Linked DNA regions of Sus scrofa: regions 2, 3 and 4 are each linked to region 1. A link is a contact called in public Hi-C, HiChIP or PLAC-seq and promoter capture Hi-C data. All regions are on one chromosome and are shown on one strand. The core of a region is the stretch at or near the end of the contact, and the rest is flanking DNA. Distances in the headings are between cores, read along the strand shown.

Region 1 (7,249 bases), core at 1,727-4,226:
CCTGAAACACACATGCCCTCTTTTGTGTGGCTGGGGTTCTTCACACCATGGTGGCTGTGTTCTAAAAGCAAGTATCCCAAGAGATGGAAACTCTATCCCCCCCCCTTTTTTTTTTGCTATTTTTTGGGCCGCTCCCGCGGCATATGGAGGTTCCCAGGCTAGAGGTTGAATCAGCTGTAGCCACCAGCCTACGCCGGAACCACAGCAACTCAGGATCCCAGCCGCGTCTGCAACCCACACCACAGCTCACAGCAATGCCAGATCCCCAACCCCCTGAGCAAGGGCAGGGACCGAACCCGCAACCTCGTGGTTCCTAGTCGGATTCGTTAACCACTGCGCCACGACGGGAACTCCTCTATCCCTTTTTACGACTTAGAAGTCACACAGCATCACATTTCTTTCTTTCTTTCTTTCTTTTTTTTTTTAATGTCTTTTTGCCTTTTCTAGGGCCGCTCCCACGGCGTATGGAGGTTTCAAGTCTAGGGGTCCACTTGGAGCTGTAGCTGCCAGCCTACACTACAGCCAGACCAACGCCAGATCCAAGCCGCATCTGCGACCTGCACCACAGCTCACGGCAATGCCAGATTCTTAACCCACTGAGCGAGGCCAGGGATCGAACCTGCAACCTCATGGTTCCTAGTCGGATTTGTTAACCCCTGAGTCACGATGGGAACTCCACATTTCTCTGAAGGTCACAATCCCTTTGAGACTCAAGGTGAGAGGTTTTACTCAATGGAAGGAACATCAATGTCATCTTGTAAAATGTGGGAGGGAAGGTCTTGTTCAGACCATCTTGGAGAGTACAATCTGCTGCAAGAGTAGGTCTTGCCCAGCTAGGTAGTAGAGAGGAGCCCTTGTCATGATGTCTGTCACCTGTCTCCCAAAGATTCAAACACAGCATTAGGTCCAGCCTCTGGAGGGCAATCCCTTTTTCCTTTTTTTTTTTTTTTTTTTTTTTTTTTTTGTCTTTTTGTCTTTTTTCTAGGGCCACACCTGCAGCATATGGAGGTTCCTAGGCTAGAGGTCTAATTGGAGCTGTAGCCACTGGCCTACACCAGAGCCACAGCAAGGCCAGATACGAGCTACGTCTGCAACCTATACCACAGCTCATGGCAACACTGGATCCTTAACCCACTGAGCTAGGCCAGGGATCGAACCTGCAACCTCATGGCTCCTAGTCGGATTCTTTTTCGCTGCACCACGACAGGAACTGCTCTTTTTTTTTTCTTTTCAGGGCCATACCCACAGCATATGGAAGTTCCCAGGCTAGGGGTTGAATCAGAGCTATAGCTGCAGGCCTACACCACAGCCACAGCAACTCAGGATCCAAGCTGCATCTGCAACCTACACCACAGCTTGAGGCAACGCTGGATCTTTAACCCACTGAGCAGAGCCAGGGGTCAAACCTGCGTCCTCATGGATACTAGTCAAATTCATTTCCACTGAGCCACATTGGGACCTCCTGGAGGGCCATCTCTGAGCAAGGGTCATCCATCCAACTCTCCCTGGTTCTAGTCTCCTGCTTCTGTGCCACCAGTTCTTCCAATAGCCAGGATAATCCTGCCCCAGCTGAGTCTGAATCCTCTGACTGTGGATACTACCACAACCCCGAGGACCATCTTGGGGACACTCTAGGAAGACAGACGTACAAAGTGGTTAGGGATGTGGCTTTGAAGACAGACCTAGATTCATTCTCAGCTCTACCTTTTCTTTTTTTCCTTTTTCTATGTTCCTGCCTTGCCCTCGGCAAGTAGAAGTTCCCAAGCCAGGGATGGAACCTCCCCCACCATAGCAACCCAAACCATAGTAGTAGCAAGCTGGATCCTTAACCTGCTGAGCCACCAGGGGAACTCCAGCTCTGCCTTTTATTAGCTGTATGGCTTTGGCCAAGTTACTTAACCATGTTTTAGAAGAACCTCAGTCTCTTCTTCTGTCTAATGGGGATAAGAAAGGCTATTATGCAATTAGAAGTCATATGTTTGGCACATCGCTAGCACTTTAACAACTATTAAATAACATGATAGGTATTTTTCTAACTACTACTAATACACAAACACATAGAAGCAAAGTGTTTCCACCTTTTTCCTTGGAAAAAGTTACTGCCATTAAGTTCTTTCATTTTAGCTTTAAATTTTACATACACCTCTTTTTGGGGTGGGGGGGCTGCCCTCGCAGTATACTGAAGTTCCCAGGCTAGGGGTTGAATAAATCAGAGCTGCAGCTGCTGGCCTACGCCACGGTCACAGAAACAGGGGATCCAAGCTGTGTCTGTGACCTACACCACAGCTCACTGCAAAGCCGGATCACTGAGTCACTGAGCAAGGCCAGGATACTAGTCATCCTCATGGATACAAGTCAGATGGGTTTCCGCTGCACCACGGCAGGAACTCCTGCTTATGTTAGTTTTAATTCCTATACAATAAATACTGTATGGCTTGGAACAATATCTTGAAGAGGTGGTCCCAAGCCGAGGTCAGTGTGGCCTGCATGTCTATAGTATAAGGATGGAAGGTAGAAAGATGAACTGTCCCTAATTCTGGTTATCTGATCGGAGGGTTTGACCACAGAACAAATTGGATATACAAAGAGTGGTGGGTGGGTGAAGAGGTGAAGAGTGGATAAAAGGCAGTTACTCCTCTGGTAACCTTGTTAACAGCTAGTGCCTGTTAGAGAAGAGGCAGGTATCACTGACTCCCAATTTACATCCCTTTCCTCTGGTTGTCTTAGGGATTCTGACGAATTCTTCAGATGTGGCCACGCTCTTTATTCTCCTACCTTCAGACATTTGAAGGCCTTGAGCTCAGTCCTTCCTTTCCTATCAGCACATGCCCGCTACCTCCACTCAGAGGACACTCATCTCTTCATTGTAAGTTGGCTGTAGAGTTCAGGCTAGGGACACTACGACGGCATTCGCGCAGCTGCTAGTTCTCGGACACCACCATTGCTGAGCCAGGAGCCAGGAACCAGGAACCATTAGACCGGAGGGAGTGAGCAGGAGGGCATCGTGAAGTTTCTGAGGGAGGAAGGGACCTACAAAAGACAACTGCAGTGCAGAGAGATGTAGCTATCACCCACTGCCTTGGCAGAGTGGGCCTTCTGAGTACTACATCAGGTTGTTGTTCCTCCTCTTCCTGATCACTCTGCAGCGAGTGGTGACGGACGTGCTGTCGGATAAGACACAAGCTCTTCCCGGCCTCGCCCCGAGGGCATCTCGCTACGCCCCTTACAGCCAGGTCCCCGCCCTCCTCAGGTAGATGGAGAAGCTTAGCCAATCCCGAGGGCTCTAAGGCAAAGAAGGTGGGACGAGAAGGAAAAAATTAGGACAGGAGCGCCAACCAATCGGGCGTCTGGCTGCCTGAACGACAGCTATCAGTACCCAGTTGGAGACGCCGTCCTGAGCCAGGGGGCGGGTTGGTGGGGAGTGAACCAATCGGTGACGAGAGAAGGCAAATTCGAGCCAATTAAAACTGAGAAGGCGAGGAGTGGAGGAACACGCCCGGTGGCTGCTGGGTGGTAGGTGAGGGATCGGCTTTCCCTCTTACTTCCCACCCTAGGACTTCTTAGCCTCTGGAATGCAAGAAGGGCTCAGGGAGTTCCCAGAGTGGGGTGTAGAGGTATCGCCCGGGAAGGCCTGGGAGCGAGACTTTTAGTCGGAGGACCTGCTGGAATCTACCGGGTGGGCATCGAGGAAGCGGAGGCTGCTTAGGGGCTGGACTTCCGGGGCGGGACTTTGTAGATGGGGCGGGGCCTGCAGCTAAGGTTGGGGCGAGGGGGCGGAGCTAAAAGTAGACCGCTGGGTGCGACCTAGGAGGAAGAAGGGTGGTACTTTACGAGAGCGTGTTGGGGTCATGACCGTGCTGCCAGAGGCTTTGGGGTGGCAAGTAATAGCTCAGAGCTTACGTTAAGGTTTCTGGGGGAGGTTACCTGCCCTAACTCACTGTCCTCTCTTCCCAGGGGGACCTTCCTAGGGTCCCTTTTCCTTCTTGGGTTGCTATGGAGTTCCCAGAACACAGCCAGCAGCTGCTGCAGAGCCTCCGAGAGCAGCGGTCCCAGGGTTTTCTTTGTGACTGCACCGTGATGGTGGGTAGCACTCAGTTCTTGGCTCATCGGGCAGTGCTGGCCTCCTGCAGCCCATTTTTCCAGCTTTTCTACAAAGAGCGGGAACTGGACAAGAGGGATCTGGTGTGTATCCACAACGAGATTGTCACAGCCCCAGCCTTTGGGCTGCTTCTGGACTTTATGTATGCTGGCCAGCTGGTCCTGAGGGGAGATACCCCTGTGGAGGATGTGCTGGCAGCTGCCAGCTACTTGCACATGAATGATATCGTCAAGGTGTGTAAGCGGCGGCTGCAAGCCCGGGCCCTGGCAGAGGCAGACAGTACCAAGAAGGAGGAGGAAACCAACTCACAGCCTTCTAATTTGGAGTTCCTATCCAGCACTTCCCGTGGTCCCCAGCCTTCTTTGGCATCTGCTGAGACATCAGGCCACTGGAGCAAAGGGGAGTGGAAAGGCTCAACTGCTCCTTCACCTACTCTCTGCCCTCCAGATGAGTCACCGATGCCAGCTGGGGCTGACACCACACAGCCTGGTGTGGAGGTGGACTCCCCGCATCTGCGGGCACCTCCTCCTCCAGTGGTTGACATCTCTCTTGCCAGCCCCAGCAGCTCCACAGAGACCAACCCTGCAAACTACTTCTCTTCCAGCCTCCAACAGTTTCAGTAGAGCCATTGGCTCCCCTTGATGTGGGTTCAGAGAGTCTGAGGGTGGTGGAACCAAGGGGTACTGGAGGACCATCGCAAGGCTTTTATCCCCCAGCTTCAGCTGCAGCCCCAGTCCCAGCCCCAGTGGAAGCTGAGCTGGTCCAGGTGAAAGTCGAAGCTATTGTGATTTCTGATGAGGAGGCTGATGTGTCAGAGGAACAGCCTCGGGGTCCTGAGGGACTGCTCCCACCTGGAGGAGCAATGTATGGTGGACAGCCCCCCAGCCAGAGGCTTTTGAGGAGCCACGGGTGGCAGGACTGGAGGAAGTGGGGCCAAGTGACCACTTCTGTCACCAGATCCTCACCTATCCTACCATTTGCTGCCAGGTCCAGGGCAGTATCATCGAGGACTGGTGACCTCACCCCTGCCTGCGCCATCTGCCCTGCATGAGCCCCTCTACCTGCCTTCTGAGTATGAAGCAGCCCCAGGAAGCTTTGGGGTTTATACTGAGGATGTCCCCACTTGTAAGACATGCGGGAAGACCTTCTCCTGCTCTTACACACTACGGCGCCATGCCACCGTGCACACCCGGGAGCGACCCTATGAGTGCCGCTACTGCCTGCGCAGCTACACGCAGTCAGGGGACCTGTACCGCCACATCCGCAAGGCTCACAATGAGGACCTGGCCAAACGCAGCAAACCGGATCCGGAGGCTGGCCCCCTTCTAGGAGGGCAGCCTCTCCCTGGCTCCCCACAGGCAGCAGATAAACAGAACAGCAGTGGTGGTGGAGGGCCACCCAAGGATTTTGTACTTGGCCCCAAAAACTGACATCTGGGCACACATGCGCTGATGCTAGGCCTGCGCTTGCTACTGTTGGAGGGCGCAGCACCGAAGGTTGAAAGCATCTCATTTTCCCTGCTGGGGACCGAGTGAAGATTCTGCTCTGGCTGAAGCTTCCTACCCTTTCCTTTTCCCGACCAGATTGCAGGACTTCATGGGGCATGGCATCTCAGTCAGTCCTTCAGCAAGGGCACTGGGAATTTTCCTGAGGTGTAATCGCTCCTCACTCTGCAGTCCGGGCCATAAAGCGAGCGGTGAAACTGTCTCTTTAAATGAGTGTTGGCTGGTTTCTCCCACAAACCTGCATGCCTCCTGATGTTTTATACCACCCTCCAGATCTTTTAGGAATCTGACGTCTGTATTTGAGGCAGAGACAGGTCAGGCTGCTCATGAGGAAAAAAAGCGAGACAGGCAGAGGGCAATGTAGACTTTACTAGGAAAAGTGTACAAATTAGGGAATTTTACACCATCAGGATTTGTTGTTGCAGTTGAGCGCCCGTGTCCGGGGCTGTACTGGGGACGTCCCATAAATACTCACTTAATCCTCAACAACTTGATGAGGAATTATCCTTCTCCCCACTTTCTTTTCCCACGGACAAGGACACTTGAGACTGAACAAGCAGTGTGACCTTGTTCAAAGTCACAGGGCTAGTTAAGGGGGCAAGCCAGAATTGGAACCCTGGCTTGTGGCTTCAGACGACATTGTTGAAGATAGTTAACTGCGAACTAGATGTTGGTTTTTTTTTGACCTTTTGAGTGTTTGGGTTTTGTTGCTCTACCCCTTTACCTCTGCTTTCCACCTAGAAAGACCTGTGTGGACTGTTTCAGCAACAGATACTGTGTTGATGATTTGCAATTTTGGCCTACGTGTTGTAAATGTGAATTGAGATCTCCAAAGATGACAAACTAGAAGGCAGAAAGACGCTAGGCTCCATGGTGGTAGATGTGGGGGCCTGTGGGATGGAAGTGATGGGTTCTTGGAAAACTAAAGGAACTCTTGGAGTGCCTGTCGTGGCGCAGTGGTTAACGAATCCGACTAGGAACCGTGAGGTGGCAGGTTCGATCCCTGGCTTTGCTCAGTGGGTTAAGGATACAGCGTTGCCATGAGCTGTGGTGTAGGTCGCAGACGCAGCTCGAATCCCGAGTTGCTGTGGCTCTGGTGTAGGCCAGCGGCTACAGCTCCGATTAGACCCCTAGCCTGGGAATCTCCATATGCCGCGAGAGCGACCCTAGAAAAGGCAAAAAGATGAAAAAAAAAAAGAAAGAAACTCTCAGTGAGAGAACCTTAGCGTTCATCTGGTCTAACGCCCTCACTTAAAAGGTGTGCCAACCGCGTACACAGGTGATTACTGACGGTAGAAATAGCAAAGCAGTAGGACTTTGGGGTGTTGATGTGTCAAGGGCAAAAAAAGAAGAGTTCTAGGAATGTAAGAGAAGGTCTGGCCCTACCTGTGGGGAAGGGTGGTGTCAGATGGGCTAGAGGGCTCCCCAGAAACCCTCTTACCTAAAGGACTGAGTACAAAAAAGTAGGAAGGAAAATTTAGAAAAAGATGAAAACGTGAGTGAAATTTTCTGAATTTCTTCTTTTTGGATCTGTCACATTCAGCACTGTGAACTCTTACTGGCAAGCTATTGTTTTTGAGGCATAGGGAGACAGAGCTGAGCATCAAAGATTTGGCCAGGGAGTTTCCTTTGTGGCTCAGCAGTA
Region 2 (7,665 bases), core at 131-2,630, 98 kb before region 1:
CAAGGCCAGGGACCGAACCCTCAACCTCATGGTTCCTAGTCAGATTCGTTAACCACTGCACCACCACGGGAACTCCAATAAGAGTTTCATAAATGATTATAAAATATACTGGTACCCTAGGTGTTTACCACTAGAAATTAATAAACTAATGCTGAGTGGCCTCAGTAACAAGAGTGTCACTGACTGGAACCACCCTGACATCAGGCTGGAGTTGGGGCTGAACGCTACACCTGCAGTCCCTCATCTATAAAATGGTATTGTGCCTTTAACCCAGCAGAGCCCTGTGAAACCTTGGCAGAGTGGACCCCCCAACTCATATTCTCTGCTTGCCTTTTTGTCCATAGAAAAACTTTAGTCAAGGGATCAATTTAATCAAGAGAAGTAAGAAATTACAGAGAAAAAGGAAAACAGTTAAGAAGACAAAATAGTTTAGCCATTCAACAAAGTCAAGAACCTTTAGCTTTTCCTCAAGGACTATAGATATTCTGAGCCATGCCCTCGGAGCTCTTTTGCAGGTGCTGAAGCCCCCACCGAGTGGAAGAAGTTAACTGTATGCTACCCCCAAGCATGGAGACCCCCCAGACCAGCTGCGACCAGAAGGTTGATGATATGATGGACTCCCATTACCTCACCACCAAAGAATCCCATAAATGTCCCCAAGCCGATCAGGCCCTGCTCCTTGAACACTGTTAAGTCTCCTCACTACCTCCTCCAGGGGGCATAGTCCTTTAGGCACTAGCCTGCTGTGCTCCCTCTTGGCCTCCCCGTTAAGGCTACTTCTGTCTCCTCCTCTATTTGGCATTGGCGTAGATGCAGCCGGTATTTTGGCAACAGATCTATCTCTGGATTTAGAGGACTAAAGAATAACCAATTCATGTAACGTGCTTAAAGCGGCAATTCAAGTGTCAGCTAATGTTAGCCCTACTATAAGCCAAGCTCCCGGAGAAGTTGGACCAGACAGTAGGGTAGAGGTGACCAGTTAGAGATATCAACGGCTGTTATGAATTTCAAGAACATCTATGGCCTGATTCACCTTCCCGAAACAGTTCCATGCAAGGGCCCTCCACTCGAGCTCAGCCCGGGGCCCAGCAGTACCTGAGTTGCCCCCCGCGCTGGGACCCTGAGCACCAGGCCCCGAGTGCTCGCTGGGCGGCTGGTGCGGAACCAAGACGACGCCGGTCGAGGGTTCGTGAGGTTCGGGGTCCATGGAATCGGACCCTGCACACAGGTTTAGGGTGTGTGGTGGCAAGGGGAGCTCAGGGAAGGGTATTGGGGCAGTCGGCTATGACCAAGACGGAGCGTCTGGACAGGATCGGCGGGAAGCTGAGAACTCGGCGTCACAGCCTCACCAGCAGCCGCAGTAAAGACCAAACCTCTCTGCAGCACGATAGGCGCGCCTGCGCAACCCCTAAGCGCATGCGCTCCTTTTTCGCGCTGCAGTTTCAGGGCGTGCACATTCAACAGCAGCCTTTGAAAATCTCCATCCACAGCCCATCAGGCACGCATGCCCTCTCCTTCTGCGCTTGCGCCTGCCTTAGTCCCGCCCCCAAATCCCGTGGACCTCTGCGCGCTGGTATTTAAGTGTCTCGCGGTGCCTCTTCGGTCTCATTTTTCCCGGGCTTTCGGTCGGCGTTTTCGTTTTCTCGCGGTAAGAAAGTCGTGACGCGAGCGTGCCCGCGCCTTGTCCTTTCTCTGTGGCACCTATTAGGCTGGTGGGGGAGGGGAGAGGAAACATGGCCTAGGTGTTGAGGCCTTAGAGCGGCAAGGGCTTTGTGAAGGACAAAATGGCGATGGCGGGCCGTGCCGACTGGCCTTTCTGTGATGAGAACATTTTCACAGACCTGTACTGAGCTCCGTGAGGATAAGGAACTCTGAGGAGACCGGCCTGGCACAGCTGACGCCGCCTTAGCTTCGGAAAACGCAGCTTTGGCGAGATAATCCGAGGTCTGACCTAAGGTTCTTTTGTCTGCAGGGTTTGGGCGCGCATCGAACTCTGAAGGGTCGGGAAGGCCTGTCGTTGGAGTAAGTGCTCGTGGCCTGGCTTTGCGCCCTTTGTTTCTGTGTTGTTGGACATGTGCAGAGGTACATCGGTGTGTGCTACAGGGATGATTTCAAGAATTGAGCTCTCTCTTACTGATGGATTAGTGGAGAAAGTAAAATTTCTGAGTAGCACCATCCGCAGCCCATGTTTCATGTTTGGGTCTTTTTGTTTCGAGTTGCTAAGACACTGCGGGGGAGAGTTAGGCTGGGGGTATAGTGAAGAATGTTCTTCGGTATTTTTCAGATGTGGTTGAGTTCCAGGGAGTGTACAGGCTGGAGGATGGGACAAGACCTATCTCTGTATCGATCAAGCACGGCGTTGGTGTTCCAGGTGGGCATACGATGCTTTATGCCATTATGGGTATGAGCACAGCGCCTGGTTGGGACTTGCTCGTTCAGGTTGCACTGGCCACTCCATGATGAACGGTAAAATGACAAGCATATGCCTGAACTCAAAAAAGTGATGTCATCTTAACTACTGAGAAGTGGGCGGGGAGTACTCGAGGCTTTTTAATGGTTGTTCTTAAGTACATTAAATGCCTCCCTTTTCTGTCTTCAGCTCATCACCAATCCTAAGGAATTCAAGTGCCTCCCAGGATGAATACAGGTAATTTTTCCAACTGGGGCATTGGGGTGGCCTCTGTTGTTCCCCACAGAGCAAATGGGCAGTGAAGCAGTGTTACCTTTTTGCTCCTTCAGTTTCTTCCTTTTGCAATGATTTTCCTGGGGAGGGAGACAGCAAGCAGCACAGTTGGTTCTGTGAGGGTGTTCTCTTCCTTCACTCATATGTCACTGTCAGATGATTTGAATTGACAATGCTGATCCTCTGTGAGGTCCAACACTTAATAGCATGTTAGAGTTCTGATGGCAGTTTACATGAATGAAAAAGTGTTATCTTGTGATAGTATTTTAAAATAACCATTTGCTGCTGTTCTACAGGTTGTCTTGATGGTGATACATTCATCTGTCTTAAGGTAAGTTACTCCTACCAATACTGTGGTAAATTAATGTATGTGTGAGCGTGGGTAACTACCATCTGGAGGGAGTGTTGTCAAAGCTTCAGTTGATGACTTTCTGGGTTCTTTGTTCCTTGTAGTGGTGATTCCTGAGCTCTTATTTTGTCTTTTGTTTCCTAGATCCCTGCTGATCTGCTCATGGTCAAACTCATGGAAAGAGTTGAGAGTGGTGAGTACTTGTAACCTTGGTTATAACTTGTCTCCAGTGCCAGTGAGGAGAGCAAGCATCCTGTCTTAACCCCTGTCCTAGCCCCAGAGCCAGTAATGGTGAACCCACTGGGGCTAACAGGGAGAGAGGATGAAAACATGTTCCGTAAGGAACTGTCTGAGGTACAGCAACTTCCAGTGGGTAGCATTTGTTTAGCTTCCCTTGGCTTACATATTAGCTGGGATCCTTTTGGTTTTTTAAGGTACTCTACTGATTTCATGATCTTCTCATTCAGGGGCACCTTGTTCCTGCATCCTCAAAGGAGCATCTTGTTCCAGAGTTAAAAGGTTCCAGAGTTAAAAGGTTAGTTGATTAATGTCACCATAATATATGCCACCAAGTAAGCAGTTTCTGTGATGAATCAAACTAGCTCACTATGAACTAACAATGAAAAGATATGAACACCTGAGAAACTGGAGAACAGAGCAGTGGGATACTGTCTGCAAGGAACTTAATATCACTTACAGTTTTGTCCTTTCCTAGGTACCTGTACCATTTAGCGGCTTGTTCACTCAAAGGTGAGTGATTTATATGTTGGCACATACAGTGTACTGAGGGAGAAAATGCCTTTTTAGGCATCTACACATGATGACTTACATGGAATCTCGTTCGGCTGATGATTTGCTGTTGAGACTCGGAAATCTGAATTTTTTTTTCTTTTAAGAACTTAAGTGGGAACAAATTTTAATGTAGGAAGTAAGCATTACTGACTCATTCTTGTTTTGTTTTAGATCCATCTTTTCTGGAGCCTGAGGATGATTGGAGGTAAATCTGTTTATCTATGGCTGCTATGTAAAGTTTGCCAGTTTTTGTGTGGCACTTTGGATAGTTGTGCAGGTATTACTTAATCCAAAGTCTGCCTTTGGCCATTTGTGAACCACCTGAAACAGATTTCTGCTCACATGATGAGTTTGATACCGCCCCAGTCTGATCACTATGACTGAAAGGTATTTTCTGAGCTGTGAGTTTGCCTTAGAGTGGGAAGTTAGTCTTTTTATAAAATGTCTGTTGAGACCTACACAGCCTATTAGGGTGTCCCATTCCTCTGGGAATGGTTGACTTAGTTCCCAATCTCTGTTTTGCAGGTGAAAGGTGTAAGCCATACTCTGCTCAACTCCAGTCTGAAACTAAGGTTAGTAAATTTAAATGCATTGAGGATGGAGTTAAAATTTCCCTATGAAGAAACATTCACACGTCTTACCTCCTGTCCTAGTCCCAGAGCCTGTAAAGGTGAACCCACTGGGGCTGGCTGGGGGAAAAGAGGAAGGCTTGTTCCAGAAGGAACTGTCTGAGGGAATCTTAAGAATTTCTAAATTTGGGGAAGGGATAAATTATTCACTGAAAATGAGTTTTTTTGTTTGTTTCCAGGTTTAAAGAAAGAACACGTACTTAACACACGGGTAAGTAAGTATCCATTCACGTACTTGTGTTAAATATCAGACTAACTATATAAATACAATGTTCTAAGTCCGTTTTAGTAAGAACCCTAAACTGTTCTTTTTCTCTGCAGGAATCCAACTCTTGGAGGACATCAGAAGTGGAATTTTCTTATACAACCTACCTATTCAAATTAGCATATAATCTTTCTAGCCTTTCTAAATAAATAAAGGGATTTTTTTGTAAACCTTGACTGCTTCTGTGTTTGGATGGACTGGACCTAGGTGAGCAGGAGATAATATGATCCCAGGGAGATTGTTACTTGCTTTGCCCTACTTAGCATAACAGTTTGCCGCATATTAGTCTAACCCAGGAAAGCATCCAAAGAGCCTCCTAGACCTTTAAGGAGTTTTCCTTCCTATCGATGCTTGGCCTAGTTGTCCTTGCTGGGTTTGAGTGACCCTTTACGGGGAGGAGGAGAACGCCAAAAAGTCCTTTGGATCAGTCCCAAAGATGACCATTTTGTAAAGGTTCTTTATGTCACAAAGAATTCAGCGAGAGGAGTTCTCTAGAGGATGAAGAAAAGCGAATGCTCCCTCACCGTTGGGGATGTAAATTGGCACAACCACCTTGGAAAACAGTAAGGAGGTACCTGAGAATCCCACTCCTGGGCATTTATCTGGACAAAACTAATTCAAGTAGATAGACGCACCTGGGTGTTCATTGCAGCGCCATTCACAATGGCCAGACATGGGAACCTAAATGTTCATCTACAGATGAGATGGAGATACGGCACATACACGTGAGGGGGATACTGTGTAAAAACTAATGCCATTTGCAGCAGCATAGGTGGAACATAGGATACTAAATGAAGTAAGCCAGAAAGAAAAAGATAAATAACATGTAGCACTTGAAGCTTGTGGAATCTAAAATAATGGGACAGATGACCCTATCTAAAAAGACAGCTGAAAACCAATCACAGCCAAAGCCAGCAGACTTGGGGTTCCCATGGGGGGAAGAGGGAGTAGGATGGGTAGGCATTTGAGTGGGTTTGGGTGCAAACTTAAGTTTGGAATGGGTGGGTGGTGGGGCCCTACTGTACAGCACAGGGAAATGTGTATGTTGGGTCTCTGCCACACAACAGAATTTGAAACACTGTAAGTCAACCGTACTTTTAACAGTAAAAGGAGTTCCCATTCTGCTGCAGGACTAGGAACCACAAGGTTGTGGATTTGATCCCTGGCCTCAACGAGTGAGTCATTACCTTAAGCTGGGATGGGTGTTGCTGGTGTGGCCATGGCTGTGGTGTAGGCCTGCAGCTACAGCTCTGATTCAGTCCCTAGCCTGGAAGCTTCCATATGCTGCAGGTGTTGCCCTAAGAAAAGCAAGAAAGGAGTTCCCCTCATGGCTCAGTGGAAATGAAACTGACTAGTAACCATGAGAACACAAGTTCGATCCCTGGCCTCACTCGGTGGGTTAAGGACCCAGGCTTGCTGTGGCTGTGATGTAGGCTGGTGGCTACAGCTCTGATTCGACCCCTAGCCTAGGAAGCGCTGTATGCCACAGGTGCAGCCCTAAGAAGACAAAAAACAAACAAAAAAAAGAAAAGCAAGAAAATAATTCAGTGAGAGGAGTTCCTGTCACGGCTCAGTGGAAGTGAATCTGATTAGGAACCATGAGGTTTTGGGTTCCATCCCTGGCCTTGCTCAATCCGGCGTTGCTGTGAGCTGTGGTGTAGGCTGCAGATGTGGCTTGGATCCCGCATTGCTGTGGCTGTGATGTAGGCCGGTGGCTACAGCTTCCAATTAGACCCCTAGGCTGGGAACTTCCATATGCCGCAAGAGCAGCCCTAAAAAGACCAAAAAAAAAAAAAAAAAAAAAAAAAAAAAAAATTGAGAGACAAAGGTGTTAGGGGCAAGAAGATGGAATGTGGTCCCCATAGAGCAGCCCTGGAGAAACACCACAGAGTAGGCCACCTCAAGGCTAGAGGCCTGTACCGTAGAACTAGTAGACTTGGACAAAGGCACTAGGAGCCAGTGAGGCTTGGCAATTAAGGATAAAAAGATTAGCTCTTTGGGGGGCAAAGTTTTGTATGTCTTTTTAGGGCTGTACCTGTGGCACCCAATGGAGGTTCCCAGGCTAGGATCGAATCTGAGCTATAGCCACGGACCTACTCCACAGCCACAGCGATGTCAGATCTGAGCTGCATCTACCACCTACACCACAGCTCAAGGCAATGCCAGATCCTTAACCCACTGAGCAGGGCCAGGGATCGAACCTGCATCCTCATGGATGCTAGTCAGATTCATTTCTGCTGAGCCACAACAGGAACTCTCATGTGAGGTTTAGAATACATTTTGTGGGAGTTCCCTTCGTGCCTCAGTGGTTAACCAACCCCACTAAGGATCCATGAGGATATGGGTTCAATCCCTGGCCCTGCTCAGTGGGTTAAGGATCTGGCGTTGTCATGAGCTGTGGGGTAAGTTGCAGACACAGCTCAGATCCTGCATTGCTGTTGCTGTGGCATAGGCTGGCAGCTGCAGCTTCAATTTGACCTCTAGCCTGGGAATTTCCATATGCCTCGGGTGCAGCTCTAAAAAGGGGGAAAATACATTTTGGGTCCCCACTATCGTAAAATAAAGGCAATTTCACTGAAAGAAAATTTATTTCTTGCTCATTCAATGGTAGCCATACAGAAAAAAATTGTCAAAAGAAATTTTACAGCCACAAGAATGAAAGTATACGAGTCCTGCTGAGACCCAACGGGTTAAGGATCTGAGTGTCTGGTAGATAATGACTGAAGCCTTTGCTCAAGCACTGTTTTCACCAGGTGGCCCATACCAATTCAAATCAAGACTCAGTTGACTTAAGCCAAGAGATGGAAGATATGGGGATCTCCCAGCGAGGCTCAGGGTTTAACAAACCCAACTAGTATCCACGCCCTGGCCTCCCTCAGTGGGTTAAGGATCCGGCATTGCCATGAGCTGTGGTGTAGGTCACAGACACGGCTTGGATCAAGCGTTG
Region 3 (7,645 bases), core at 3,915-6,414, 120 kb before region 1:
GCACAGAGGAGGTCAGAAGCCCCGCCTGCGACAACTGCAGGAAAGGACACGCTGGTGAGCCCATAGCCCGCCTCTGCCACACCTGCCAACGCTCCCTTCTGCCGAAAGGCCTCCTTCCTGCCGTACAGCACAGAGGACTACGTCTCATCAGTTGTGATGGAACATGATGGGGAAAAATGTGAAAAAAAGAATATGTGTGTGTGTGTGTGTGTGTGTGTGTAGGCATAACTGGATCACTTTGCTGTACAGCAGAAACTGACAGACTATTGCAAATCAACTATAACAAAAAAAAATTTTAAGAAAAAAGGCCTCTTGCCCTTCTCCCACCCCTGTGGGACTCACGCTCCAGCTGCACCAGCGACTGCCAGTGGCATTCAAATACTGCGTGACCAGGAAACTGGTTTGCTTCCCCGTGAAAGAGGAGTTGGACAGGTACGAGCTAGTTAACAACAGGTCCTTGGTGGGTTCGAGGAGGCTCAGGATCTGCTGTAGGTCGGAGGAGTCAGTGCCTGCAATCAAGAGCCTGCACAAGAGCAGAGCAGGAGTCCGGGTTAGTACAGGACTAGAGAGGAGAAATGGAAGTGAGAAGGTGCTTTGGACGACAACCCACCCCTCCCTGGGCCAGGGGTCCAGGGAGGGGCTCCCACAATGGAGCCGAGCTGGGGAAGCCGGGGTCTGCACCCACCTATCCTCGCTGAAGCTCTTGGTGAGGTTCTGCCACTCAGCCAGGAATGAAGACGCGCCCTAGAAGGAAAAAAAAAGCAGAGTCCAGGAGCAGGGAACACAATGAGCCCCTCTGTTCTCACCCAGGCTCTGCTTCTCCCACAGAAAGGGTACTCACTGGCAGATCCCCCACGTCCCGAACCTGGAACCCATCCACACCGGCCTGCAGCCAAAAACTCAGAGCTTCCTATAGGGAGGGAGGCAAAAGAACGGAGGAAACTTGTCAGCACTCTGATGCGAAGGCACAGAAAACTCCAGCCCACCCTAAATCTTGCCCACCACACACTTTCCAGGACCTCAGCAGAGTCACCTGCCTCGAAGTCTCACTTCTCACCTTTATTACAAGGCTTCAGCTTTTAGCCCCCTTCCATCCTTTTTTTTTTTTTTTTTTTTTTTGGTCTTTTCTTCTAGGGCTGCACACGAGGCATGTGCAGGTTCCCAGGCTAGGGGTCCAATCAGAGCTGTAGCTGCTGGCCTACACCACAGCCACAGCAACGCAGGATCCGAGCCACGTCTGCAACCTACACCACAGCTCACGGCAACGCCGGATGCGCAACCCACTGAGCAAGGCCAAAGATCGAACCTGCAACCTCATGGTTCCTAGTCGGATTTGGTTCCGCTGCACCACGACGGAACTCCTCCCCTTCCATTCTAATCTGTCCTTGATTCTCTTTGTGTGGTTCTACTTCTCCTTCCTCCCCAAGCTCCACCACAAAGCTTTACCTTTGATACCTACAGAAAAAGTGTCACTTCACTTCACATTTAACATGTGTGAAACGCTGGCATACTCGTTTCAGAGATGAGGAAACAATGCGAGAGAAGGAAGGAGGCAGCCCAAGGCCACAGGCAGACAGCAGCAGAGACAGGACCTAAAATGCTAACCAAGGAGTTGCTGTCGTGGCTCAGTGGTTAACAAACCCGACTAGTATTCGTGAGGACACGTGTTCGATTCCTGACCCCGCTCAGTGGGTTAAGGACCCAGTGTTGCCGTGAGCTGTGGTGTAGGTCACAGACATGGCTCGGATCCCACGTTGCTGTGGCTGTGGTGTAGGCCAGCAGCTACAGCTCCGATTCAACCCCTAGCCTGGGAACCTCCATATGCCGTGGGGGCAGCCCTAGAAAAAAAGACCAAAAAAAAGCTAACCAAGACCAGTGTACTTACTCCTCCCCATTTCCTGGGGCCTGCGGAGGGTGTGAGTAAAGGAGCCAGTCAGAGCAAGACCAAGGGTAAAAGAGTGAAATTCAAAGCACAGCCCCAGGGCAGTTTAGCTGAAGATTTGAAAAGAGGAGCCAGCTCTGCAGAACAGGCCCAGGACAGGGAACCCCACTCCCGCCAGCACCCCCGTCCCCTCTCCGTGCCATGTGCTCTCTCCTCTGGCCCCAATCTTCATCGGAGGCTACCACACCTCGTGCCTCGCCATCTGAAAACACCCCCTTCTCAGTAACTTTTAAAGGGTCTTCCAGGAAGTAGCAAGGACTGAACCAGATGACCCCAAGGGTCAACTGAAATGCTGGGAAGACAGAATTCCACCTCCAAATCGTAGTTGCCAGCAAAGTGTCAGGGCCTGTCTCTATTTGCGTTCTACTGCTTCTGAAGTGGTCAGTGTCTGAGAACCCAGGCATTAGAAACTAGGCTCAGGCGTTCCCATTGCAGCTCAGAGGGTTAAGAACCTGACAGTGTCCATGAGGATGCAGATTCAATCCCTGGCCTCACTCAGCCAGTTAAGGATCCGGCATCGCCATGAGCTGTGGTGTAGCTCGCAGACAAGGCTCAGATCCCGCATTGCTGTGGCCGTGGCTATAGGTTGGCAGCTACAATTCCGATTCAACCCCAAGCCCGGGAACCTCCATATGCCGCAGGTGTGGCCTTAAAAAGCAAAAAAAAAAAGTCACAGATGCAGCTCGGATCTGGCATTGCCCTGACTGTGGCTAAAGCATAGGCTGGCAGCTGTAGCTCCAATTCGACCCCCTAGCCCAGGAACTTCCATATGCTGTAGGCGCGGCTGTAAAAAGGACAAAGAAAAGAAAAAAGAAAAAAAAAAACTGGATTCAAAGCCCCACTTCCCAGCCTGCTGGGTACAGAGTTTAAGCCTACACCTTCAGAGAGGGCAGATTAGAGACATAAGAATAGCTGGGACAGCAAATCCCAGGGCACATGAAAGCGCCTCTGAACCTTTGCTTCCTGATTCACAGATTAGGGATAATGAAAGGGACCTTGTTTGGTTATACAGTGTATTCAAGAAGGTATATAAAATACGCAGCCTTCCCCATAGACACATAGGAAGACCCCGATGCTTGGAATTCCAGACTGGGACCCACTCCAAAACACATAAATAAGAAATGGGAAACCAGACAGGACAGGATTCCCACAGAGAAAAGGCTTCCTCTCCCAAAAGGAAGAAAATTCACATCTGAGAAATTCCCTTTCTTGCGCTGTCAACCTCAGAGTCAGGGAAACAAGGAAAATGAGTGGTCAGAGAAAGAACCAACAAGAACCGGGGTGCCCTGCTGGCCTATCCTTCTGCCTGTGGAAGCAGCAAGCAGTTCCTTGGCTGGTGCAGGGCTGCATTTACAGAACTTGCTATGAAAGCACCAATCAAGCCCCAGTATGCAGTTCCCACCTGCCATTGGTACCAAGGCGCTCACCTTCATCTTGGCAGCCACAGTGTCCACCTGAGTGGAGTCGAACCATGAGTTCTGGCCCTTATAGTTGGGAGTGAGGTCTAGAATGACCCGGATGCCTAGTACAACGGGAGAAGAGGCAGGTGTGAGAAAGACTTTGCAGTGACGGGAAAAGTGGAAATCAACAAATACAAGTCAGTAGAGTACTTCCGAGGCACTACTTGGTACAAAGGCTCAGATTTGAACCCTGGCGAAACTCATTCCATGGAAACAGAAATGTCAGCAAGTGGGGGGCAGGAATGGCGTGTAATAGAGAAGCCTGAGCTCCTCACCCTCAAAGCAAACCCTTTTACAGGTAACACAAGATTCTACTTGGATTTTTTTTTTTTTCCAAAAGGCTTCACTCTTTTACAAGTTTTAAAACCACTGATTTAGCAAAAGCCTACATTTTGCAAATAAGGGCCCTGAAGCCCAGAAGTTAAAGAATTGCACAGCCAGTTACTTCCTCTCTGAACCATTTGACAAACCCATTTAAGGCTGAAGCCTGACAAACCTCCCCTGTGCCCTCCCTAGGAAAACTCTGAGCCAGTCAGATCATAAACTGACTAAACCAGATAAAAACCCTATCCTCCCTTTGCTCTGGCCAAAAGGCCCAGCCCTTCCTAGCTGCTTTCTTTCCAACTCTAGGACACCCACTCTTTTTCTTGGCCGATTGCAGGAGACTGTCAAAATCTTCCTTAGAACCGAAAGCGGGGTCGATCTGTTCCAAGTCGGTGCCTGCGAGGTCATCCTTCTGGTGCTTGTGAATTGGGCCCAGCACAAAACCTTTCACCTTCAGGGTGCTCAAGTAATCAAGATGCCCCTTCAGGCCTGAAATGGAGAAGCAGAGTTACAGTGAGGCCTCTTCCGAGGCCCCTGATCGTCCCATTCTCTCCAACTAAGTGTTGGGGGTGAGGCTGGATCACGAGACAGAGATGCTGATGTAAGAAGCCTACCACGTTGCTTCAGAAACCTGCTGCGACAGGCAACTGGCGCCGCGGGGGGGCAGGATGCTGAGTCAGCCGCCCTCGGGAAAGAGGGAGTGGGGGGGGGTGGCCTTCAAAGGAAGGAAGGAGCTACGTCCCCGGGAGCGGTCGCGGGTCCCGGGTAGGGAAGAAAACCGTAGCAATCAATCTAAGGACAGTGACCAGTAAAACCAGGGGAGCGCCGGGCAGGGGATGGGGGAGCCCTGAACTCACTCGCTAGGTCTCCCGCGTCGCGGCCCTGGAAAGCCTGAAGGTCGCCAATGCGGTAGAGGGCGCCCTTGTGCCACCAGCTCTGCGCGGGCAGCTCGCGGCAGCGTGGCGCCTGCACGATGATGACCACGGCGCCCGCCAGCATACCCAGCCAGCCGAGCCAAAAGAGCAGCAGCAGCGCCCAGCGGGTGCGCACCCAGCCGGGGCTTCCCGCCACCTTCAGCAGCTCCTCTTTAGACAGGCCCGTGAACTTGGCTGCTGCCGCGTCTGCCTCATCGTCGGCCACCTTAATCTTCACCAGACCATTCTTCTCGGGGCCGCCCGACACGACCACGGCTGCCCCAGACGCCGCGTTCATCGGCTGCTTCTCGGGTTCCAGCTCGTTCAGCTCCACTTCCTTCATGTCCACCTCGGTGTCCTGGCTCATGGTGCCTGCAGAACCGGCGACACGACGCAGCCTTCGGTCAGCGAGCGGCTGGACGCCTACCTGCCCGGACCTCCCGGTCCCAGAACGGCCTCCCAAGGCGGCTGGATTCCGCGCAGCTTCCGCCACAACGTCTGCGGCGAGGCTGTCCCGGCCCGACGACTGGGCAGGGGAGCCCCGCCCCGGCCCGCCCCTTAAAGTGGAACCTGCGGGACTGCTCTTCCGGGGACTGAAAGGGAGGGGTGGGGGGCGGCCTAGGGAATGATAGGAACTCGCCTCCAACTGCTGTCAAGTCCAGTTCCTCATCTCGAACCGCCTACCCCTAAGGTTCCTTCGACCTGGACACCAAGAATGCTGGGCAGGGCCACCTCGAGGTGGGTGAGTGTGGTTGGTCCAGTGCCCCGGTCCCCGCTGGCCCCTCTCTCCGTTGGAAAGTGAGCCTGTAGGCGACATCCAGCCCTTCTCACCCACTCCGAAGGTTGGCGACAGCCCTGGACACCATCTTCCATTTACTCCTAGCCCAGAGTTCACCCCACCGCCTGCTCTTCCCAACTCCGGTGGCCATCTGCACTCTGCCAGCGGCCCCTCCGCCCTTGCCCCCACCAGACCTTGTCTTCTCGGGCCTTCTGGGACTTGGCGCTAAACCTTCGCTTCCCCGCAGGGCTCACTCCCACGTGTCCTTCAAGACATTCTGAATTTCGTTCAAGTAATTCGTCATTCGGCAGCTATTTATGGAGCACCCACTACAGTTCGCTGCTTTATTAACTCTAATTGAATTACCCCTAATCGAGCCTTCTCCATGGTATTTTTCAAGATGAATCTGTTTGGACAGGAGAATGGCTGACACTCCCCGATTTACCCCACCCCCAATTTCTGGCGCCAGCATGTCGGGGTGCGAGAAGAGACTGATAGGCAACCTTGGGGCTGACTCAGCATTCCAGGGCTGGGCCTCAGCAAGAGGCTTCCACCTTTTCTTTACATCAGATCAGAAGATGCCATGGCCAGACTCGTTGCCTTCCTGCAGGGCCTCCCACAGATTAGCCCGATCTCCCCAGGCTGCCATGGTTCTCTTTCCTCTCAATTACTTCACCATGCCAGGCTCTGGAGGCAGCTGTTACTGCAGAGGCCTTGAAAGGGCCACGGAGGTCCTTGGATTGAGAGTGAGGTGAGGTTCACAGCAGGGACTGCCAGACATCAACACCCTTAGGTGCCAACGCTCTCAGGAACTTCTTGTTCCTGAGCAGTGCCAGTTGGGTTATTCTCAGAGAGGAGCTGAGGAAAGAAAGTTCTTTCACCCTGGGCTGGAAGCCAAGAGAGCTGTGTGTTTGGAAGAAAGCAGAAGCCAAGATCTGAAGAAAGAGTAGACAGAAAGGGGTGCCCGAGGAGAGCTGAGAGGGTGAAAGGCTCATCCTTTGCCATTCCCTTCCCTTTATACCAGAGCCCACCCCCATCTCCCACCCAGGAAAGCCAGAACCAGGTCCTAGAGGGAGGCGGGCAGGCCGGTAGAGGCTGGAGTTCAGACTTGTGTTCAGTGATGATAAGAAGTCCAAAGTGGCCTGCGAGTGCTAAATAAATACCAACCAGGGGCTCTGAACAGACGTTATCACCAGCACGAAAGCTCAGAGTTAAAAAAAAAGCTGTGGGGTCAGACGTCCTCCTTGAGATGGTGCAACACAACACCCCCAGGAACACAGTATCTCACTCGCAGACCCCTCACGGCTCCAGTAAGATGAAAACAATCCTTTCTGTATGCAGTGCAGAAGCTAATAACATACCTCCCCGAATTTATCACCCACCACACCTGCCACAGGGACTACCCTCCAGCGACATCAGCTTTCACACACGTGTCAGTCCCATAGCACACCCAGCTTTATCTTTTTTTTTTTTTTTTTTTTTTTTTTTTTTGGTCTTTTTAGGACCACACCAGGGCATGTAGAAGTTCCCAGGCTAGGAGTCAAATCAGAGCTACAGTGGCCCGCCACAGCCACAGCCACAGCCAAGCCTGATCTGGGCCACGTCTACGACCTATGGCACAGCTCACGGCAATGCCAGATCCTTTAACCCACTGAGCAAGGCCAGGGATGGAACCCGAGTCCTCATGGATACTAGTCAGGTTCCTTACCATTGAGCCACGACGGGAACTCCAGGCCTCTGTATCTTTGTACCTGACATTCCCTCTGGGTTCTGCCCTTCCTGTTCTGCCCTTCTGCCTCATGAGCTCTGATGCATTCAAGACCTAGCTCAAATGAGTGTTTCCCAGCTGCCCCCAAAGAATTACTTTCTATCCATCTGCACCTATCTCTTCTACAATTCATGTCCTATTTTTTCATTATTTCATTTTTCATTTCATGTCCTTTCATTTTCAAGACAAGTGGTGGAGTTCCCATCGTGGAGCAGCAGTAACCAACCTGACTAGTATCCACGAGGACTCAGACTGAGGCCTTGGCTCAGCGGGTTGAGGATTCAGCACTGCCGTGAACGGTGGTGTAGGTGGCAGACGCAGCTCAGATCCCACGTTGCTGTGACTGTGGCATAGGCTGGTAGCTACAGCTCTGATTGGACCCCTAGCCTGGGAACCTCCGTATGCCACAGGTGTGGCCCTAAAAAGCAAAACAAACAACAACAACAAAAAAAAACAACA
Region 4 (6,948 bases), core at 3,360-5,859, 80 kb before region 1:
CAGAAAGACCAGCAGGGCCAGGTGCCCCACATGTAGCTATGGAATAGCAAAAGCTCTCTGCTTTGGAGTATCACAGGCTTGATTTTTAGCCCTGGTTCTGACATCAATAGCTGAGTGGCAAATCTTTTAATTTTCAGAGCTTCAGGCTCTTCACCCTATTGAAATTAAATAACAGCCATAAAACCCTGCTGTAGACCTGAGTTACCGAGAGGCTTCTTTAGTAACAGGGTTGGTAGGAGGAAGTCTAGTTCGTATGAATTTGGGTCTGGGTTGACTAGGGCCAGAGAACACGTTGAAACTTTTTTTTTTTGTCTTTTTAAGGCCACACCTGCGGCATATGGAGGTTCCCAGGCTAGGGGTCCAGTTGGAGTTGCAGCTGCCAGCCTACAACACAGCAACACCAGATCAGAGTCACATCTGCAACCTACACCATAGCTCATGGCAATGCCAGATCCTTAACCCAGTGAGCAAGGCCAGGGATTGAACCCACATCCTCACGGATACCAGTGGGGTTCATTACCACTGAGCCACAACAGAAACTCCCTGGCACTTTTTTTTAACCTAAGCCTATCCTCCCTCTTCCTTGCAGCACCCTCATCACGTGTGTGGAATCTGGGATACTTCGAGTGTGGCATGACAATGACAAGGAAGCATCCTCTGACCCAGTGAGGCTCCCCTGCTCAGATCCTGATGGTTGGGGAAGGTGGGGCCCAGGGTAGGAGCCACATGAAGGCTTTGGGGGAGGAGGATTAAGGACTCAGGAACTGACTTTCATCTCGCATTCTTTTCAGCTCCTAGAACTGAGAGTGGGCCCTGGGGTGTGTAGGATGCGCCAGGACCCATCTCGCCCCCATGTGGTTGCCACGGGTGGGAAGGAGAATGCTTTGAAGGTGTGGGACCTGCAGGGGTCTGAGGAGCCTGTGTTCAAGGCCAAGAACGTGAGTGACGGTGGGTGGGAAGGGGCCGGGTCTAAGATCCAGGGAGGCTTCGGCCAAAGACTGTGAGTCAGAGACCAGATTGGCTTTAGGGGATAACGATGGAGGGTGGGAGGAAGGGGCACTCTGAGCCCCCCACAACCCTGACCCTCATCTACCTGCCCCACCAGGTGCGGAATGATTGGCTTGACCTGAGAGTTCCCATCTGGGACCAGGACATACAGTTCCTCCCTGAGTCACAGAAGCTGGTCACCTGTACAGGGTACCATCAGGTGACACCCCACCCCACCCCCTATGGCTTTCTGGGTTAAGCAGCCTCCTAGAGGAACAGCTTTGCTGTGTAATACATATGCTTGGTCCCCGCCATTGGGAGAGCTGCCCTCTCACCATCCCTCTTCCATCCCGGAGCTCCCAGAAGAGGGACCACTTCCCCCGCCTGTTCCAGCCCAATAGCTGAGCCAGTGACCTCTCAGTGCATTCTAGGAAGGAGTTTCCTGAGCTGTGATTCGTCCTTTTCTTCCCATCTGTAAGAGAGAAGAAGGGAGTAGCCCCTTCGTTGTAGAATCACATGGTGCGGGTGTCATGAGAAGACACGGGGCTGGGTGCCAAGAGAACTGGGTTCTGGGCCTGACGCAGCCTCTGACTTGCTTTGGCACCCAAGCCTGAGCCTCTGGTCTCTGGCCTCAGTGCCTCACCTTCACATAAAAGGCCCAACTGGGGAGCTATCACTTGGTCTCATTTGAAGTCCTAAGACCCAGGCAGGGTCACTGTATTTGTCACTTGCTTTGCTCTTGCATGTGGAAGTCTGATCATGTTGCTACGCCTCCACTCAAAACACATCTGAAGGCTTCCTCTCTCCTTTCTTGTTCAGGCTTAACTTCTCTCCTTGAAATTCAGCTCCTCTGACAATTAGACCGACTTGCTTTTCCATCCCGAGAGGGGAAGATGGGGGGGATGGAATGTTCACACCTGCCACTCCCCGACCCTGGTGGACCCCTCCCCTCAGCCCGGTACATCCACGCTCCTCAGCAGCTCTCCTCTGCCCCCCAACGCCCAGAGAAGAAGGGTGCGTTTCAACTTCAGGAGAGCGGTGTGTGAAGGAGGCTGGGACGATGTGGAGGAGCCACCGGGAGCGGGTATGGGCAGTGAGGGTACTGCTGTGATGCCTCAGTCTTCCTCCAGGTCCGTGTCTACGATCCAGCCTCCCCCCAGCGCAGGCCAGTCCTCGAGGCCACCTATGGAGAGTATCCACTGACAGCCATGACCCTCACTCCCGAGGGCAAGTGAGTGTTTAGAGGGCAAAGTGGGGCTTGGGATGGACTCCAGGGAGCTCCTGCTGACCCCATTGCCTCTCGTCTCCTCCTCAGTTCAGTGATTGTGGGGAACACTCATGGGCAGCTGGCAGAAATTGACCTTCGGCAGGGTGAGTGGATGGACTAGCCAGCCTGAGAGAGGGGAGGAAGGGTGGGATTCCCTCTCAGGTGGTGCAGCGGAGGCACTGAGCCCTCTTTCAGGTGCCAGGTTGCCTGGGTTCAAATCCTGGTTCTGCCAAAAGCTGTATGACCTTAGACAAGTTATTTTGTCAATTCCTTGTGTGCCTTAGTTCCCTCATCTGTAAAATGGAGATGAGGTGACTGTCGTCTCAGATTAAAGATTGAAACAGGCGTTTCCGTCATGGAAATGAATCTGACCAGGAACCATGAGGTTGCGGGTTCGATCCCTGGCCTCGCTCAGTGGGTTAAGGATCTGGCGTTGCTGTGAGCTGTGGTGTAGGTCGCAGACGCGGCTCGGATCTGGTGTCGCTGTGGCTCTGGTGTAAGCTGGCAGCTACAGCTACAGCTCCAATTAGACCCCTAGCCTGGGAACCTCCATATGCCATGGGTGCAGCCCTAAAAAAAAAAAAAAACATAAAGTCATTTGAACAGTAACCAATAAATGGTTGTTGGCTGGCCACCTAGTGCTGATGGCTCTCCCCTCCTCCAGGGCGTTTACTGGGCTGTCTGAAGGGGCTGGCGGGCAGCGTCCGAGGGTTGCAGTGTCACCCTTCAAAGCCCCTCTTAGCCTCCTGTGGCTTGGACAGAGTCCTGAGGGTACACAGGATCCGGAATCCACGGGGCCTGGAGCATAAGGTAAGCACCTGCTGCCTCCTGTGCCCCGCTTCATGTTTCTGTTTCAGTGGACTTGCCTCCTTAAGGCCCTTCATCTTTTGCAGGTTTATCTCAAATCTCAACTGAACTGCCTCCTCCTATCAGGCAGGGATAACTGGGAGGTAAGCAGTCGGGTCTGGGAATGTGGGCATCAAGGGCACAGGTGTGAGGATTTTCCCTGTGAAGAGAAAGGGCAAGCAGCTGGAACTCAGACTTGGGACCGTCCATCCACCTGCCACGTTAACTTAATTTTTCGGGGGCGGGGGGGTGTTAGTATAGTCCTGACAGGATTACTGCCGAGGGTGACATAGGAGCATAGATGAGAATGTTTCCCGGAGCAGGAAATAAGCAGGGTGGTACCTGGAGGAATTTACTCCCTTTGGCTGTGAGTCTGCTACCGTGCCCTGAGTTTTTCTTCCCACTCACCAGGATGAACCCCAGGAGCCTCAACAGCCCAATGAGGTGCCCTCAGAAGATACAGAGACAGATGAACTTTGGGCTTCTTTGGAGGCAGCTGCCAAGCGGAAGCTCCCGGATTTGGAACAGACCCAAGGGGTTCTCCAAACCAGAAAGAGAAAAAAGAAGCGGCCTGGGTCCACCAATTCCTGAAAAGCTTGTGCTCACTTTGTAAATAAACTGCTTAATATGAACGATGATCCTGATCCTTTTGTGATGGGAGAAAAGAAAGAGCGGTGGCTGCACCCTGAGCTGGGGTGGTGGTGGGGTGTCTGACGTCACAAAAGCAGGGCCGCGAGCAGCAGGCTGGCGGCTGGTGTGGGTGGCACCAAGTGCAAGGCCGAGCGGGGCCATGGGCTGCTGCCAAGACAAGGACTTTCAGACGGATGTGCAGGCCAAAGAGAGCATGTCAGAGGAAGGTGGGACCAGAGACACACAAAGGGGGTTCAGGGAGTGGGCTTGGGGACTTCCCGATAGAAGGCTGGACTAGGGAGGGTAGAGCTCAGCGGGCCTCTTTATCCTCGCAGGCACTGAAGGGGTTGATGGGGACTCAGAGTACCACCAGCATCGTAAGTCGAACGATAGCCTTCTGATCACCGTGCTGTGGCGGCGGCTATCCTTGTTCAGCCGTCGGGGCTCCACGCGGACAAACAAGAGGCAATCAGTCCTGGGTCAAAAGCCGGGTTGTAAGATCCCGGAATGCAACCGGGAGGGGATCCCGGAGGAGCCAGAAAAGGGTTGACCCAGCCCTGCTCTCAGTTCGCCCCAGCCTCCAGAGAATAAACTTTCTAACGTGTACCTGCCTGAGCGCTTGCCCCTCAGCTGCTCGCTTTAGGCGCACAGGGCGCGGGCACCACCAGCGCGGAGGGCTCTTTAAGGCTCCTCCCCCGAAGCTGGCCCAGCCCCCCAACTCCGCCTCTAGTTTCCCTGGGGGGGGTGGGGCCTCGGAGGCGGCCTAGCCAATGGGACAGCGGAGTTGCTCCGGCTTTTGGGTTGGGGGGCGTGTCTCTCGGGTCGCCGGGCTCGAAAAGGCATGCCACCGCCTTCTCGTCACCGGGGGTGGGGTTACGTGTGGGTGACGTGGCGGCTTCTAGTCTTCGGTCGGGTTTCGGCGGCTTCGGCGCCGGGGGAGGAGGCGGTGACGAGCCGGGAGATTGTGGCAGTGGTGGCGGCGGCGGCAGGCGGCAGAGAGGAGGTAGGGTCACTCTAAGTGGGGTCTGGCCGCTGTGTCCGCCCTGGGCAGCTCTTTCCGGGGATGGCGCCGGGCCGGGGGAAGGGAACCAGGGGCAAGCGGGCAAGTCCTGCCGGCCCGGCTCGGAGTGAGCGAATACCTTGCCCTCCAATCAGGAAAGCCCCTGTTGAGACAGACGTCGGAGTTAGCCAATCAGTGGTTGCAGTCGTCCAGAAGGTGGGACTTGGACGGGGGTGGGACTTCCTGCTTCAAATAAACACCTATAGCTTTCCCCCCTCCGCCCACCCAAGTGTGTCCCTCTCAGGAGGTCGCTCACCGTCACCGTTTTTCCCTGACGAGTTGAGGAACCCGTGGATGCGAAAAAGCCCAGTTAGGGCCTGGGACAGTTGCATGGGCCGGGCTGGAGCCTCGGGGCCACAGGACCTGCCTTTGGCCCTGCCTCTACTTCAGGGCCCGGGTCCGCGGTCTGGCCTCCAGAACCAAGTTGGAAGAAGAGTCTAAGGAGCGGGAAGGCTTGGGCCGGAGAGGCAGCGGGGTCCTGCCCGTTGCGAGACGTCCCCAGGATCTACGGGTGGCTTTGGGCGCGCAAGTCCGTGCCAAGTGCAGAGGGAGTCCGAGGATTTGCTGGTTGGGGGGCTTTGTGGGGAAGGAGGCTGACTGGGGAATGACACTCTCCCCTCCACAACAGTCCGAGGTTATGCGTCTCAATGATCCCGCGGAAACGCTACGGGTCTAAGAACACGGATCAGGGTGTCTACCTGGGTCTCTCAAAGACGCAGGTCCTGTCCCCTGCAACTGCTGGCAGTAGCAGCAGCGACATCGCCCCTCTGCCCCCCCCAGTGGCCCTGGCCCCTCCCCCTCCCGACACCATGTCCTGCCGGGATCGGACCCAGGAATTCCTGTCTGCCTGCAAGTCCCTGCAGAGTCGTCAGGTAAGGACCTGGAGTGGGAAAGGCTGAAGTGAGCCTTACTCAAGCCTGGGAGAGGCGGTGCTCCAGCACTGCTGATTGAAATAATTACTGGGGGAGTCTGACGAAGAACTGACCCAGCTTGGCGGGGGTAGTAGGACCTCCCAAACAACTGAGAAGAGGTTGGCTAGCTAATCTAGAGGCAAGGATCTAGACCTTATCAGGGATCCCCTGAGTGTAGAGTTGCTATTCTGGAAGGAATATCTCAGGGAGAGAGATGGCAGCAGTATATTTGGTTTGGATGAGGAACAGATTCCAGAAAGACCCGTTAGCTCAGGGACAGGTACTTTGAATTCTCGTTCCAGTATGATTCTACCAAGTTTTCCTATGACAACAGGGAAGTTAACTTAGTTAGAACTCAGTTTTTGTTTTTGTTTTTTGTCTTTTTTTGCCATTTCTTGGGCCGCTCCCGCGGGTTCCCAGGCTAGGGGTCCAATCGGAGCTGTAGCCTCCAGCCTACGCCAGAGCCACAGCAATGCGGGATCCGAGCCACTTCTGCGACCTACACCACAGCTCACGGGCAACACCGGATCGTTAACCCACTGAGCAAGGGCAGGGACCGAACCCGCAACCTCATGGTTCCTAGTCGGATTCATTAACCACTGCGCCACAACGGGAACTCCAGAACTCAGTTTTTACATATATGTAAAATGAAGGAACTTGTCCTTTTCTTTCTTTCTTTTTTTTTTTTGGTCTTTTTGCCTTTTCTAGGGTTGCTCCCTGAGGCATATGGAGGTTCCCAGGCTAGGGGTCAAATCGAAGCTGTAGCCACCAGCTTACACCGCAGCCACAGCAAATGGGGATCCGAGCCTCGTCTGTGACCTACATCACAGCTCACAGCAACGCTGGATCCTTAACCCACTGAGCGAGGCCAGGGATCAAACCGGCAACCTCTTGGTTCCTAGTCGGATTCGTTAACCACTGAGCCACGACGGGAACTCCACTTTTCTAAATTTTTATCAAAATCACTTTGGAGGAATTATCCTTGTGGCTCATCGGAAACGAATCCGCCTAGTATCCATGAGGATGCAGGTTCGGCCCCTGTGAGTTAAGGATCCCATGTTGCAGTGAGCTGTGATGTAGGTCAAAGACACAGCTTGGATCCCGCCTTGCTGTGGCCGTGGTGTAGGCAGGCAACTGTGGTTCCTATTTGACCCTTAGCCTGGGAACTTCTATATGCCACAGGTGTGGACATAAAAAGAAAAAAAAAAAATCACTTCGGAGCCCTTTTTAAAAAGTGAGATTTCTTT

Evidence for each region. Promoter capture Hi-C pulls out the DNA fragments that hold promoters and counts their contacts. Hi-C and Micro-C count contacts between places; a contact is called where the count stands out from the background. HiChIP or PLAC-seq counts read pairs in DNA pulled down with a chosen protein or histone mark.
Region 2: a contact with region 1 is called in a Hi-C map of embryonic fibroblasts, with 2.5 times the contacts expected there. The contact joins the promoter of SLC3A2 here to the promoter of ZBTB3 in region 1. A contact is called at or near these places in 1 of 5 promoter capture datasets (fetal skeletal muscle), 29 of 47 Hi-C or Micro-C datasets (adipose tissue, alveolar macrophages, blood and 13 more) and 2 of 2 datasets of contacts at active chromatin or transcription factors (alveolar macrophages and skeletal muscle).
Region 3: a contact with region 1 is called in an H3K27ac HiChIP or PLAC-seq map of alveolar macrophages. The contact joins the enhancer-like site here to the promoter of ZBTB3 in region 1. A contact is called at or near these places in 9 of 47 Hi-C or Micro-C datasets (adipose tissue, alveolar macrophages, blood and 6 more) and 2 of 2 datasets of contacts at active chromatin or transcription factors (alveolar macrophages and skeletal muscle).
Region 4: a promoter capture Hi-C map of fetal liver shows a contact between it and region 1, with 2.7 times the contacts expected there. The contact joins the promoter of STX5 here to the promoter of ZBTB3 in region 1. A contact is called at or near these places in 3 of 5 promoter capture datasets (fetal liver, fetal skeletal muscle and skeletal muscle), 4 of 47 Hi-C or Micro-C datasets (brain, embryonic fibroblasts, epiblast stem cells and 1 more) and 2 of 2 datasets of contacts at active chromatin or transcription factors (alveolar macrophages and skeletal muscle).

What each region holds. Positions count from the first base shown.
Region 1 is chr2:9,014,584-9,021,832 of Sscrofa11.1, forward strand. ZBTB3 (zinc finger and BTB domain-containing protein 3) reads left to right here and starts at 2,977. Exons shown (of 5, transcript XM_003353818.4): 1 at 2,977-3,614; 2 at 3,955-4,705; 3 at 4,708-4,977; 4 at 4,980-5,045; 5 at 5,048-6,661. The coding sequence starts at 3,573. The coding sequence ends at 5,529.
Region 2 is chr2:8,917,690-8,925,354 of Sscrofa11.1, forward strand. SLC3A2 (4F2 cell-surface antigen heavy chain) reads right to left here and starts at 1,381. Exons shown (of 11, transcript XM_003353809.4): 1 at 1,096-1,381. The coding sequence starts at 1,207. LOC100627892 (a long non-coding RNA gene) reads left to right here and starts at 1,541. Exons shown (of 9, transcript XR_002341464.1): 1 at 1,541-1,648; 2 at 1,973-2,022; 3 at 2,285-2,371; 4 at 2,600-2,647; 5 at 2,980-3,014; 6 at 3,177-3,225; 7 at 3,500-4,400; 8 at 4,641-4,664; 9 at 4,775-4,892.
Region 3 is chr2:8,894,242-8,901,886 of Sscrofa11.1, forward strand. It overlaps SLC3A2 (4F2 cell-surface antigen heavy chain), which reads right to left. Exons shown (of 11, transcript XM_003353809.4): 2 at 4,584-5,012; 3 at 4,042-4,215; 4 at 3,370-3,464; 5 at 842-910; 6 at 686-744; 7 at 343-523; 8 at 1-34. Among named protein-coding and RNA genes, the nearest start is that of SLC3A2, 21 kb to the right of the region's middle. Within about 2 kb of position 5,165, at least 75 of the 83 cell types and tissues checked have an H3K27ac peak or open chromatin away from gene starts, as enhancers often do. A contact at or near this core is called in adipose tissue, alveolar macrophages, embryonic fibroblasts and 4 more, where this site is marked.
Region 4 is chr2:8,933,177-8,940,124 of Sscrofa11.1, forward strand. It overlaps STX5 (syntaxin 5), which reads left to right and starts at 4,610. Exons shown (of 11, transcript NM_001243381.1): 1 at 4,610-4,733; 2 at 5,419-5,662. The coding sequence starts at 5,438. WDR74 (WD repeat domain 74) reads left to right here. Exons shown (of 11, transcript NM_001243395.1): 4 at 590-665; 5 at 792-938; 6 at 1,106-1,207; 7 at 2,118-2,218; 8 at 2,303-2,358; 9 at 2,919-3,064; 10 at 3,148-3,204; 11 at 3,512-3,732. The coding sequence ends at 3,691.